Linked DNA regions of Mus musculus: all the other regions are linked to region 3. A link is a contact called in public HiChIP or PLAC-seq and capture Hi-C data. All regions are on one chromosome and are shown on one strand. The core of a region is the stretch at or near the end of the contact, and the rest is flanking DNA. Distances in the headings are between cores, read along the strand shown. Region 1 holds the start of Atp5l (ATP synthase, H+ transporting, mitochondrial F0 complex, subunit G). Region 2 holds the start of Ift46 (intraflagellar transport 46). Region 3 holds the start of A830035O19Rik (RIKEN cDNA A830035O19 gene).

Region 1 (4,526 bases), core at 1,653-4,152, 1.0 Mb after region 3:
CTTCTGACTACCGAGTTTTACATGACGGCTTTGCTGGAGTACTAAAGGAAAGTGAAGACTTCAGTCGGCTCACACCTCACCAAGAGGCTAATACTAAACTTGGAAAATTGTTTAGAGTTCAGGCAGTTGTTTGTTTGTTTGTTTAATATAGCTTTCCGTGGGTGTGTGAAAATTGAGGGACACTTGAGAAGTAGCATAACGAACGGTGCAGGTGAAAGTGCCAGTTGCTGCTCAGTACCACACTCTAAACGCTTCATTACTTTATTTGGTTCTGGTTGCTAAGCAGCCATTGGGCAAAGCCAAAGCCTACTGGGTACTGTGACAAGCCAGACTGATGCTAGAGACAGAAAATGAAGAACAAAACAGCAAAAAAGGTTAAACTGAAATCAAACTCAATAGACAACTGTATTTGAGACATTCCAGGAAAGTTACTTTTTGTCAGACTTGCCTGTGTGTGGGGGTGGGTGGGGGAGGGTGCTCAAAACTTGTATTTAATAAATAAGCACCTGACTTACCACCCTTGTTAGTTCTTCATTGCCGTACGGAAAGCTAGTGGCAGCCTGGTGTGGTGTGTGCCTGGAATTCCCACTACTGGTGACAGAGAATTGAAGGGCAAGGCTACCTAGTGAGTTCAAAGCCAGTCCAGGCATCTCATCAAGACATTTCAAAGGAAAGTCTGGTAGAGCTTGCCTAGCACATACATTGCTAAATCCAATCCCAGTACCACTACCACAGAAAGAAAAGATGAGTGACAGTTTCACAAGTCCTTCTGAAAACCTAGTGGGTTTTGCCAGTTTCTCAAAGGCAGGGTGCCAGCAAATGTGTATCACCTGGCTGACCTAACGCCTCACTAAAGACCTTCAGAGCAGTGCTTCTCTGTGAGTTACCTAAGACCATCAGAAAACACACATTTACAGTTCACAACAGCAGCAACATTACATTATGAAGGAGCAACAAAAAATCGTTTCATGGCTGGGGTCATCATAACATGAGGAACTGTATTAAAGGGTGGCAGCGTTAGGAAGGTTGAGAGCCACTGCTCTAGAGGTACCCTCCGGCTGTCTTCGGGAGAAAGTCTTAAGAGCTTAGACTCTAATTAGTTCCTTTATGGCTTCACTATCCAACCTAAATAACAGACCTTTTAATACTTTGCCACCATGTCCTTATTCTATTCCCATACCTGTGGCATGCAGGATCTCAGCTTAGGTTAATTTAACCATTACCCTCTGCTACCTAAACTACAGGCAACTGTACAGCCCACAGACCAGTCGACTCCACCACTGCCCTTCTCTGCTCTTCTCTGTGTCCTTCAGACACTCTGAAATGTAGCCTTGCTCACCACTCCCTTTTCACACAGGTGGCATGTGTCAGACTCCTCACTTGGAAACTTTTCTCCCTTCACCCCGTTTAAGGAAGAGGTCCCACCATTCCCAAACAAACTCCTCTGCCTTCTTTGCTGTCTCCCTGTCCTGGACTCCTGAGCTCCACCTTCCTCTTGGGTTGTCTGACTTATATTCTCTTGCTTCCATATTTCTTCATTGCTGCAATCTGGTTTCTAAGGGTTTGAAACCTTTTCTAGTTAATGTCACAGATGTTCATACTCATAATTAGCTGGCCTGTCTTACCTCGGTCCAGACTGGCCTGTAACTTCCAATCTTCAGGCTCCTGTATGCTGGTATAATGTGGGTTTCAGGTTATCTTTCCTGCTTTAATTTGACTTCACTGTCTAAGGCAGCATGTCTCTCCCTCACTGATTCCTTGATCCCACTTCTAACTTTTCTAACCACCCCATGAATTTTACTTCAGGTTTTTTTTTGTTTTGTTTTAAAAGATGTATTTATTATTATATGTAAGTACACTGTCGCTGTCTTCAGACACACCAGAAGAGGGCATCAGATCTCATCACAGATGGTTGTGAGCCACCATGTGGTTGTTGGGATTTGAACTCCTAACCTAAGCGCAGTCAGTGCTCATAATGCTGAGCCATCTCTCCAGCCCCTCAGTTTTTCTTCTAAAGATTGGGCTTTTCCAGAACTTGTTCTCCTCATCAAATGTTACTTTCCTACATAGTTTTTGGGTTTCCTGGTTTGTTTTTGTTGTTTTCATTCATAATGTCAAAGTTACAGCCTTTGGAATTTGTATATTTTCTTATACACCAAGAATCTCTACGCCTTCCCAGATCAGCACCACGCTTAACCTTATGTTCCTTTGCGTATTTATCTTGCAACTGACTCCTTCTATGACTATTTAGGAATCTTGGTCTCTAAGGGGATAATGCCCAAAGCATGCTTCCACCAAATTACAAAATGCCTGGCACAGTGCAACACCCTCAACACACATGACTTTCTTCCTCTTGTCCGCACAGCTCCTACTGGCTTGTTTGAAAAACCGGATTGGATCCCAATTCTGATACTGGCTGCGGAGGAAAACGGAATTATAAAAAGTCAATTAAAGAAGTCGGTGAATGGGTGAGTCACATAATGTAACGCCTATGTGGCCCCTTAAAGCTCCTATTTGACCTCAGACCTGCTATGCCTTTAAAGCGAACGTATAGGCCCACAAGCATCTTATGAAGCCCTCCAGCCTCGTTTTCCATGTTTTCTGAAAAGCTATAAAACTGCCGCAAGCTAATGTGGCGATCAAGCCAAGAAAACCAATAACGCATGCGCATTTCCCCCACTTCACCGATCTTCCGGACCAACATGAATAGCTGTCCCAAGTAATGCCTGCTCCCTGAGGAATCTCAGGATTCTTCACGTGTTATCGCGCCTCATTTTTTTTTATATCTAGGTTTTTACTTGGAGTGAACAAAGTAAACTGACTAATGAGATGCCACAAACAGGGAATCAATACCTATATGTTTTGAACAGGCACAGAGAGGGGCAGCCTGACCTTGGAAATGGGGAAGGGGTCCTGCCGCGGGTCCTTCCGGGGGTGACATTCAGCCGGCGGTTCGGGGAGACGTACCTTCCACCTTAGACCATGGCCAAGTTCATCCGTAACTTCGCGGAGAAGGCACCGTCGATGGTAGCCGGTGAGCGCAGCCCGGGAGAGGCTCGCGAGGGGAGGGATTGTGCTGCGGCACCAAGGGGCCGTGGGCGTCGGGAGGGCTTCCAGGAGGCCACTGTAAGGCCGCAGCCTCGCCTGGCCTGCCCGCGGCTGCTTAGAGCTCACAAGCTGCAGGGTCCTAGCTCGGCCGGGGAGCGAGTGGGTCGTGTAACTCTGCCCGGCCTCACTCCGCCGCGAACGCCGTGATGCCCCCTTACCGTGCCGGGAGAGTTGGGAAGGGAGGTCGGTAACAGGGGAGAGAGAGGTCACACATCAGACCTCATAGCTGGTCTGCGTCTCAGCGAAGTATTTGAAAGCCATCAGAAATTTTAAAGACGGGTGAGAGATCTTTGAAAGTTATGTTTGCTTACCATCCTGGTTAGAGCCTAGAGAATTCTGCGTCCGATGAAGGGAATTTGGAACGTAGGGGTGAATATCCCCTCCCCAGTCAGCACAGAAAGCGACGCCTGTCAGCAGTCGTCTTCAGAACCTTGGCTTGGCATTCGTGAGGTTGTTTTGTTTGAAAATTCTGATAGACCGCGGTCTCTCAGATAAACACTGAGTAGTTATAAGCCTGAGCAGTATGTTCAATCGATACAGTTCTCTTCTGAGTAGAAAATTACTGTATTTTTGAAGCAGGAGATTAAGTTTACAATTTCTTCTTTTCTGTATTGTATTAAGTGGTTGAAGGTCCTATTTCCAAATGTTCAAATTTGGTTATGAAATGTGAATTGAAGGTGGATTTTTTTTCAAAGATTTATTTATTTTACTTATGTGAGTACACTAGCTGTTTTCAGACACACCAGAGAAGGCCATTGGATCCCATTACAGATGGTTGTGAGTCACCATGTGGTTGCTGGGAATTGAACTCAGCACCTCTGGAAGAGCAGCCAGTGCTCTTATCCGCTGAGCCATCTCTCCAGCCCTCTGAGGTGGAATTTTAAAAACTTGTAATTTTGAGCTTTCCAACCTGTTTGCATATTTAGTAATTCTTTTTTTTCTCCCCTTCATCACCAGCTAGTGAGCTATTTAAACCCTTAAAGTGCCAGCCAGAGTCTATAAATACTGGATTCCTTCCTATGGAACCTGAGGCTGCCAATAGCTGTTTTCCAAAGAATTTCCTTAGTAAAAAATCATTAGGTGATCTGAAGCAACGTACTACAATTTTTACACCAATACAACCAAAAGGCTTTGACGTTTGGACTTTGATGGTTTGAGGTGCTATTTTTAATATTTCGTAGAGAGTATTTTTCCGGCCGTATGACTTTTGCATCTTTTAGGTAGCTTGTATTCAGAAATTTAAAACTGATTTTATTGATGAAATCCAAAATGAAAGACATTATCAAGGTAAACTTTGGTCAAGAAACAACATAAAACCTTTCCACTGTTGTAACTGTAAGATAACTTGTTCTGCCAGAAGTACTGAGACCTGAGGGCTCTGAGGGAACAGAAGGTTACGTAGACTGTGCTCTGCAGCA
Region 2 (4,603 bases), core at 427-2,926, 1.2 Mb after region 3:
AAAAAAAGAAAAACAAAACAAAACCAAAAAAGGTTAGGTGAGGGCTGGGCGTGGTGGCGCACGCCATTAACCCCAGCACTTGGGAGGCAGAGGCAGGCGGATTTCTGAGTTCGAGACCAGCCTGGTCTACAAAGTGAGTTCCAGGACAGCCAGGGCTATGCAGAGGAACCCTGTCTCAAAAAAACAAAAAAAACAAAAAAAAAAAAAGAAAGAAAGAAAGAAAAAAAGGTTAGGTGAATAAATGAATGGCATCAAGTCTTCTGATAAAACTCTGTTTCGATTAAAGCTGGGATGGCAAGTTAAGGGCAAGTGATGAAGCATCTTAATGAATTGTTAGAAACAAAAGCACAGTGAGCCAGGCTGGAGAGATGGCTCAACGATTGAGAGCACTGGCTGATCTTCCAGAGGACCCAGGGTTCAGTTCCCAGCACCCACACTAGAGCAGCTCATTACCATGTGTAACTCCAGTTCAAGGAGATCTGACAACATCCTCTTCTGGTCTCTGAGGGCACCAGGCAGGCAGGTGGTTCACAGAAAAACATGCAAGCAAATAACATACATACACATAAACATTTCTAAAATAGTAATTTAAAAATTAAATTAAATTAAATTTAAATTAAATTAAATTAAAAAATTAAAAAAACCCAAAACACAGCGAACCTGTGCCAGAATCTACTAGCAGTAACAGCGAGTTAAAAATGACAGGGGATAAGTTTGCACTCAAAGATCCCAAAATCTGATGGACTGGTTTCTCCCTCAACTAGTGAGAAAGCAAAATCAGCGCCAAGTTAAAGCAGGAGGTCAACACTTGCTAAGAGCTTGCTGAATACAACCTGAATCCTATCTGCGCCACTTGTTTGAAAATCACCTCCCTTTTTTTTGTCTCTCATCTTCTCTTACCTTGCTGTCCTGGGGTTGGAGTGCTAATACTGGCAACCTCTTCCGAGTCGTTAATCTCTAGACGCTCATCGTATGTCTGGTTCTCAACAATTTTGGTCTAAGCAAAAGGAAATACGATTACATAGCTCCTATCATGGGATATACATCCAGCCTCGGTGCAGAGATGCATTCACCCCGATCCAAGCTTTCCCCCAAAGGAAAGTTTCCTGACCCAAGAGCATTATTTAGCTAGCATTGGCTGGGTGCCAAGAGAAGTGCAGTGGAAAACGGTATCCAACCCTTCCCAGCAGCAACCCAAAAGCTCTACATAAGATGCAGGCAGGGAAGCACAGCATGCACAGCCAGACTGCGGCCGGCCGTCCGTCTCAGGTTTGGTCAGTTTTCGCACAGCTGTTGAGGCTTCTGCCAGAGGTGGAGGGTATGGGGATGGGACAGGATGGTCCTGAGAGAAGGCAAATTCCAGCCTCGGCCCCATCCACTAATCCTCAGAGCATCACCTCTACTTCCGCCCGTTTTGAAGATAGGATCCCACCGGGTTCTCGGAGAGTCAAGGATCCAGGGCAGTTGGTGGGGCGCAGAGAGCAAAGAACGCTGGCGGGAGCACCAATTACCTGTAGCCCCTCTGGATCCGTTTCTTCTATTTGGAAAGAACCCCAGCCGAGGACTGGGGTCTCACTCTCAGGCCCAGCCACTTCAAGGATCCCTAAGTGCAACAAGCCGCCTGTTGTCAGTCGTTAGGGAAAAAGATAAATAAATCAAAACAAAGCGAGAGTCTGAAGGAACGATCGCGAGACGTGCCCCGCCACTGCGCCGCCACCCCGCCCCTCTGCTGCGGCCGGTGGTGGCGGAAGCAGAGACGCGGCGCTGGGATAGAGCGGCCCCGGGCACTAGGCGGTCTAGCAGCCCGCTTATCTATGGTTTCCGCAACTGAGTCGGTTGTGACATCTAGTGGCCAAAGGTGGAAGGCCAGGCTAGTGGATTTCTTTTCTCCAACTAGAAACTGTCATCTCAAAGACAAGGCTCATTTGGCCTACAGTCTCTCCTAGATAGGCCTAATCCACAGTTTAGACACTCTTCAAGGAAAAGTCCAAGCATGTTTAAAAGCCCTTTTATAGCATCTCTGTGGCGCGATAGCCCTTTTCCTCGCGATACCCTATGTCACAGGAGCATACTTTCTCTTCCTTCATCTGAGATTAGGATTTATCTGTGTCCTGTGTTTTTACTTGCTAAAGAAAACTATGAGTCAGGCAAGCTGGTGCATAACTGCTATCCTAGCGCTTTGGAGGTGGAGGTAGAAGGATTAGAAGTTCAAGATCAGACTCAGTAAGTAACTTGGTAAATTTGAGGCCAGCCTGGGCTATTGAGGTCCAGTTTCAAAATTGATAAAAAATAATAATAATAAAATAAAATAAAAAATAACACAGCTGGGCGTGGTGGTGAAAGAGTAGTAAACTCAGTGCTCCAAGGTATGCTAATCATAAAACAGATAGTGACATTCCTCCACCCACCCACTTCCTGAGTTCAAGGAGTATTCATTCAAAGAAAGTCACCCTGACCATTACCGGAAGCTGCAATGCAAATGTGCTATTGTTAGGGGCTCTTAGAAACTGTCTTGAGAGTTAACAATTACCAGGTATTCCTTGTGACACCTGTGACTTTGTACTTCCTTGTGACTCTTACCTGGTATTTTTGGTATTTTCCAACAACGCCCTTCCCACCTCCTTGAGTTGTGGTTTTTCTCCTTTAAATACCCCCTTACTCAGCTACTCGGGGCGCCACAGTCCTCTACCCCTGCGTGGTGTATGACCGTGGGCCCGAGAGCACTCTTGAATAAAAATCCTCTTGCAATTTGCAACAAGACCGTTTTCTCGTTGGTGATTTTGGGGTGTCGCCTCTCCTGAGTCAGAACGTGGGGGAGTCCTCATGTTGTGGGTCTTTCAGTGGCACATGCCTTTAATCCCAGCACTGAGGAGGGAAAGGCAGACGGATCTCTGAATTCTAGGCCAGTCTCATCTACAAAGCGAGTTCCAGGAAAGTCATGGTTATACACAAAGAAACCCTATCTGGAGGCCACACCACCCCCCAAAATAATAAAAGAAAAAAAGAAAAAAAAAAGAAAAGCACACTGTCTATTCTTGCAGAGGTCCTGAGTTCAATTCCCAGCACCCACATCGTCGCTCACAACCCTCTATGAGAGGGATTTGATGCCCTCTTCTGGCCTGCAGATGTACATGCAGCAGGGCACTAACCTATAGTGTTCAGACCTACAATCCCAACTCAGAAAAAGAAAAATGAGAGACTCATACGTGCTTCTTTAAAAAAGAAAATCGATACCTAAAAATTGTACAGAGTTATGGGGCATTTTGTGTTGTTTCTATACATGTGTACATTACAAAATATTCAAGTCCTAGCATTTCTAGATTCTCAACCTTTTAAAACAAACAACTTGGGGCTGGTGAGATGGCTCAGTGGGTAAGAGTACCTGACTGCTCTTCCAAAGGTCCAGTGTTCAAGTCCCAGCAACCACATGGTGGCTCACAACCATCCGTAACAAGATCTGACGCCCTCTTCTGGTGTGTCTGAAGACAGCTACAGTGTACTTACATATAATAAATAAATAAATCTTTAAAAAAAAAAAACCAAACAACTTGATGTATGATCTTATAGATGGTTGTGAGCCAGCATGTGGATGCTGGGAATTGAACTCAGGACTTCTGGAAGAATAGACAGTATTTTTAACGGCTGAGCCATCTCTCCAGCCCTTCAACTTTTCCTTTTCTTACTTGACACAAGGGCTCATGATGCTTGTGGCCTGCATCTCACTATATGGACTTGGCCTCAAACTCATAGTATCCTGCTTTTGCCTCTCAAGTGCTGCTGTTTCACATGTGTGCTGCCAACAGTTCTCATTATTTTGTGGGGAAAAAAATCAGGGTTCTTCCTTCTAGGTTTTTTTTTTTTTTATAAAATATATACTAAACTATATTTTGTCCTTAATAGTCAACTTTTCTATGCAACAGAACACCAGAACATATTTCTTCCTTTTTTAAATTTTATTTTTATTTTATGTATATTTGTGTCCTGCTTGCATGTATGTCTATATGAGGCTGTCAGAGTCCCTGGAACAGGAGTTAAAGACAGCTGTGAGCTGACATGTGGATGTTGGAAATTGAACCTAGGTTCTCTAGAAGAGCAGTTAATACTCTTAATCACTGAACTATCTCTCCAGCCCTTTCTTTCTTTTTTCTTTTCTTTTTTTTTTGTTTTGTTTTGTTTTGTTTTTTTGAGACAGGGTTTCTCTGTGTAGCCCTGGCTGTCCTGGAACTCACTCTGTAGACCAGGCTGGCCTCGAACTCAGAAATCCGCCTGCCTCTGCCTCCCAAGTGCTGGGATTAAAGTCGTGCACCACCACTGCCCGGCTAATTTTTATTTTATTTTCTGTTAGTGTTTTTCTAATTCCTAAAAAATATTGGGGCTGGAGAGATGACTCAGCAGATAAGAATACAACCATCTGTAAATGGGATCTGATGCTCTCTCTGGCATGTCTGAAGACAATGATAGTGTACTTACATACCTAAAATAAATAAATAGTTTTATAAAAAGATTTTATTTACTTTTATATGTATGGGTATTTTACCTGCAAGTATGTTTATGCATCATCTACAAGCCTGGTACCCTCAGAGTCACAAAGAGGGTGTCCGAT
Region 3 (4,620 bases), core at 1,319-3,818:
ATGCATGTGGAGGGCGGATGACAACTTGCAGAGTCAGGTTTTTCCCCTCTTCCACCTTTTGGGTCCCAGAGATGGTCATCAGGCATCTTGGCAAGCACCCGCACCCACTGAGACACTTCATCCACCCTTGTACATGTGTGTGTGTGTGTGTGTGTGTGTGTGTATATATATATATATAATTTATTATTGTTCATGTGTCTGTGTGTGAAGTGCGCAAGCACATGTTGCCAGGTGTCTGTGGAAGTCAGAGAACAAATTTGTGGAGTTAGTTCTCTCCTCCCTGGTGTAGAGCTCAGGCCGGGCTTTCCATGGCAAGTGCCTCTTCCTGATAAGCCATCTCAGCTCGGTTCTTGTGCATATTTTCCTATTTATGTCTGAAGTTTGGATTATATACCACTTATATAATGTTATTCTTGAATTCCCTCCTTAGATGTCCCTTTGATGGTATTAAGAATCTATCTGCTTAACTTCATAGTAGTATCTCTGACCACCTCTTCCTTCACTGTGAACAAGCAGTTTCCTTTGAGCTTTCTCAAGATCACAGGGATGCAAATTGCTGTCCCCATATTTTATTTGTATTTCTTATTCGTAGGACACAGTCCCTGGAGTGGAATGACTGGGTTGAAGGGTATAGAGCTCTTTTAAGCCTAAGCCAAAACAGTTCCTCAGAAAGGTTTTTGCCAGTTGACAACGAAAGGTCAGAATCTTTCCGTGGGCTTTGTTCAAACAAACAAAGCAGTTTCTGCAGAGTAGGGACAGAGCTCACAGGTTGGAAGGCATCCTGGTTATGGTGCCCTGGTTCTGGTTATCCCCTCTACTGTGAGAGGGGAGCGGCCGCTGAGCTGCTCTCAGTGGGCAGGCGCTTTTATGAGCCAATGAGGGAAAAAGAATGATGCTGGGGTAATGATTTTGGAGCACAATTCCTGTCTTGAGCAAAGAAATCATCTGTCAGCAAGACCCTGCACTTACTGGGCTCTGTGAATCTTGCCAGCAATGCCAACACCCAGCAGTAGAGGTGGGAGGAGGATCAGGCGTTCAAGACTCTCCAAACTTACACGACCAGTTCCAGACCAGCCTGAGTTATGTGAGCCGTCTCAAAAAGCCAAAAAAACGCGGACCACAAAAGCAAGAATCCAATACTTAGTGATCCTTCGTGAAAAACCCAACTCCAGACGCTCACAGGACAGCGAAGGAAGGAGGCGGCGACGGCTGCGTGGGAAGTAGAGGCAGCCTGGCCCTTTAAATCCGCGTCGGTTTCCCATGACGTAAGCGGGCGGGCACAGCCCGCTGTTTACCGCGGCGCAGCTCCTGGTAGCTCCGAGTTCTGCGCCGCGTCCGCCGCCCTTAAAGGGCCCGCGTCCGGGAAGCCTTCGGGCCAGGGCCACCGCCGCCTCGGCTCTCCGGGCGCGAGCGGACGCCGGGTCTCCAGCCGGGCTGGGCCGGGCTGGGCCGGGCTGGGGTAGCGGGTCGCGGTGCCGCCCTCGCGAGCCGGGATCCGCGCGAGGCCCAGGAGCGGCTCCAGGGAGGGGACGCGTCCTATCTGAGGCCGGGGTTAAAGTTCTGGTCCCGGTGAGATGCTGGAAGCTGCTGCGGCAGCCGCAACGCGCCCGGTCGCCGTCCCGTCGCCAATCCCCGCCGTCCCGGGCCATGATCGCCTGGCGTCTGCCCTTGTGCGTGCTCTTGGTGGCCTCCGTCGAGAGCCACCTGGGGGCCCTGGGGCCCAAGAACGTCTCGCAGAAAGACGCGGAGTTTGAGCGCACCTACGCGGACGACGTCAACAGCGAGCTGGTCAACATCTACACCTTCAACCACACCGTGACCCGCAACCGGGTGAGCGCGGGACTCCACGGGCGGCCGAGCGGGTGGGCGCCCGGCCTGGACTTGATGCTGCCCCTTTCCTCTCCGCCAGCCTTTGAGCCGCCCTCCCCCTGCCAAGACCTGGTTTCCACCAGCATTCCCGGGCAGCTCCAGCGGGGCAGCTTGGGAAGTTCCCTGCCACCAGCTGTGATCAGGACCGGTCTGGTCTGCTCTGTGACCTGGCTCTCAATCTAGCTCTCAGTCTGTGAGGTCGGGGTGAGGGGAAAACAGGCTCCCAGCCTTGCGTGGCTCAGACAACTCCAGATGGGGCCAACTTAGAATTGAAAGAGCTCGGTCACAGGGAGGTGAAGGAGACAGACCTCCTTGCCTCAGAAAGCCAGCTGGCCTTGTAAGTTGAAGGTGACAAGATAAGGCCCTCGAAGGCTGAGTGGCAAGAGAAAAGGGAGTTTGTTTCTAAGACAGAACTATCTCCGACTTCTTACTCATTTCTTCCCAGTAGTGAAAGTAGAAAGAAGGCTGGCAGAGCTGGGCCCAGGCAGAGCACAGCCTGGGAGATTCTTGCTGCCTGGCTGTGTGGCCTGCCTAGCTCTCTTGCTCATTCTCCAAGGCCCGATCTGGATTGACTCGGAAGCACTGGAGTTGAGGAGGAGGCACCTGAGGCTTTCTTTGGGAGGGAGAGGAGTTTGGTTTCTGGCAGGCCATGATCAACCATCAGGATCCATTTCCTTGAAGTCTGATCTCCCCTTTTGAGTACCATTTCCAGGATCATCCCGGAAGTGGCACCTACCCCTCAGGGAAACGTTACCCCTAGATTTGGTTTCAGCAACCTAGTAACTAGTTGTCTGCAGTTGTGATTTCTTCACTTTTAAACGCCCACTGTCCTGTGTAGCTTTGTCCGCAGCAGAGAGGGTGGGTTATTTCTTTATTTTCTTAGAGAGGGTGAATCAAGGTTCAGATGGAAAGTCACTTCAGAGCTTGGCCCATGGTCAGAACTAGAGAGACAACTTGTATTTCGACACAGTTCCCTACACCCCTCCCTGCAGGGCTCTGGCCTCCAGAGTAGCAGTGGAACCGGAGCTTCTTGCTGCTTTCCTAGTTCATGAGGAAGAAGATTGAGGGCTTGAGGGCACGTCTTGATCTCCCGTGACAGTGTGTGCACAGGGACGTGTGTAGACACGTGTCTATAACATGTGTGTGCATGTGGGCTATCCTGGAACCTTCTAAGGTCTCCGCTGCATATCCCTGCTGTTGCCTGGGTTCTGCTGCTCTGTATACCCGTTCTTCCAAGAGCGAGCTTCTTCAAGCCTCGGACCGGACAGTGTCAGTCATTTCTAGAAACTTGGCCTGTTCCCTCACAAGGAGAAGCACAGACAGTGTCCTGGCTGGCCAGGATGGACGGCACAGGGCAGAGCTCAGCCTGCAGTCTGTAGAGTCATGTGTCTGAGGAACAGAGAGCTGAGTTTGAAAGAGGATGCCTCCTTCTCTGCAGACCGAGGGTGTGCGAGTGTCTGTGAATGTCCTGAACAAGCAGAAAGGGGCGCCTTTGCTGTTTGTGGTCCGCCAGAAGGAGGCTGTTGTGTCCTTCCAGGTGCCCCTAATCCTTCGAGGACTGTGAGTAAGACCTGGGGATGTAGGGAGGGGCATCCTTGCCAGGTTTTCAGGGACCCTCACCCGGGGAACCTTTTTGTTTTTCTCCCTTCTCCCTGAGCCCAGTGGCAGGAGGGTAACTTTGTCAGCCCAGGGAATGGGAAATATGGGGACCTGATAGGAAGAACTCAGGCTGGCTGGGACTAGTCACACTCTTCTCTGTCTTGGACCATAGATATCAGCGGAAGTACCTCTACCAAAAAGTGGAACGAACTCTGTGTCAGCCCCCCACCAAGAATGAGTCTGAGATCCAGTTTTTCTATGTGGACGTGTCTACCCTGTCACCCGTCAATACCACTTACCAGCTCCGAGTCAACCGTGTGGACAATTTTGTGCTCAGGTATTGAGGGTAAGAGAGAGGGGACCTCACAGCCTCTGCCTTCTTCCCAAGTGCTGAGCGTAATTGTAGGGTTCCTCTCTTCCCTGTAGGACTGGAGAGCTGTTTACTTTTAATACCACTGCAGCCCAGCCCCAGGTAAAATCCCTTATCAAAATGGGGTCCCTCAGCCTGACGTGGTCACACATGCCTTTGATCCTAGCATTTGGGAGTCAGGTGGGTTTCTTGAGTTCAAAGCCAGCTTAGTCTACATAGTGAGTTCTAAGTCACCAAGGTTACACAGAGAAACCTTGTCTCAAGATAGCAACAACAACAAAAAAGAAAATTGGGGGAGATTTGGATATGAGAGCAGGAGTAGGTACAGAATTGCTAGGACTAGCAATTAATTTTGTCTCTAGGGTGGGACTCTCGGAGCTCCTGTGTGGATAGACAGGCAGGGACAGTGCAGTGACAGGGTCTGCTCACTGACTTTCCTACTCTGCCTCTCAGGCACAATCCTATGTGCCCAGCTGACACACAGGATATCAGTGCTCAGGGACATGCAGGACTGGGATGTTCACGGTCAAGGCTCTTCTCCCCTCGTAGCTTCATTGTCTGAGCCAAGAAGATTCTGAAACCTCCCTTGGAGGAGACAGATCCCTTCGGAGGGGCAGAGAGAGCACCCTCCTGAGATGACACTCTCCCTTCCTATGTTCTCAGTACTTCAAATACGAGTTTCCTGATGGTGTGGACTCGGTAATTGTCAAGGTGACCTCCAAGAAGGCCTTCCCCTGCTCAGTCATCTCCATCCAAGATGTCCTGGTAAGCTGTCTGTCATT

Evidence for each region. HiChIP or PLAC-seq counts read pairs in DNA pulled down with a chosen protein or histone mark. Capture Hi-C pulls out chosen DNA fragments and counts their contacts.
Region 1: a contact with region 3 is called in a capture Hi-C map of embryonic stem cells, with 5 times the contacts expected there. The contact joins the promoter of Atp5l here to the promoter of A830035O19Rik in region 3. A contact is called at or near these places in 4 of 39 promoter capture datasets (erythroid cells, hippocampal neurons, liver and 1 more), 3 of 115 datasets of contacts at active chromatin or transcription factors (differentiating embryonic stem cells, embryonic forebrain and pro-B cells) and 2 of 9 other capture datasets (embryonic stem cells and liver).
Region 2: a contact with region 3 is called in an H3K4me3 HiChIP or PLAC-seq map of pro-B cells, with 4 times the contacts expected there. The contact joins the promoter of Ift46 here to the promoter of A830035O19Rik in region 3. A contact is called at or near these places in 2 of 39 promoter capture datasets (hippocampal neurons and liver), 1 of 484 Hi-C or Micro-C datasets (B cells), 4 of 115 datasets of contacts at active chromatin or transcription factors (astrocytes, extraembryonic endoderm stem cells, microglia and 1 more) and 1 of 9 other capture datasets (liver).

Annotation. Positions count from the first base shown.
Region 1 is chr9:44,919,118-44,923,643 of GRCm38.p6, reverse strand. It overlaps Atp5l (ATP synthase, H+ transporting, mitochondrial F0 complex, subunit G), which reads left to right and starts at 2,902. Exons shown (of 3, transcript NM_013795.5): 1 at 2,902-3,034. The coding sequence starts at 2,983. It overlaps Gm30934 (a long non-coding RNA gene), which reads right to left and starts at 2,917. Exons shown (of 2, transcript XR_379340.4): 1 at 2,527-2,917; 2 at 1-2,416. It overlaps Ube4a (ubiquitination factor E4A), which reads left to right. Exons shown (of 21, transcript NM_001346698.1): 21 at 1-517.
Region 2 is chr9:44,770,082-44,774,684 of GRCm38.p6, reverse strand. It overlaps Ift46 (intraflagellar transport 46), which reads right to left and starts at 1,676. Exons shown (of 12, transcript NM_023831.3): 1 at 1,512-1,676; 2 at 901-997.
Region 3 is chr9:45,951,934-45,956,553 of GRCm38.p6, reverse strand. A830035O19Rik (RIKEN cDNA A830035O19 gene) reads right to left here and starts at 2,568. Exons shown (of 1, transcript NR_152206.1): 1 at 556-2,568. It overlaps Sidt2 (SID1 transmembrane family, member 2), which reads left to right and starts at 1,305. Exons shown (of 26, transcript NM_172257.4): 1 at 1,305-1,830; 2 at 3,308-3,429; 3 at 3,641-3,805; 4 at 3,895-3,940; 5 at 4,502-4,603. The coding sequence starts at 1,648.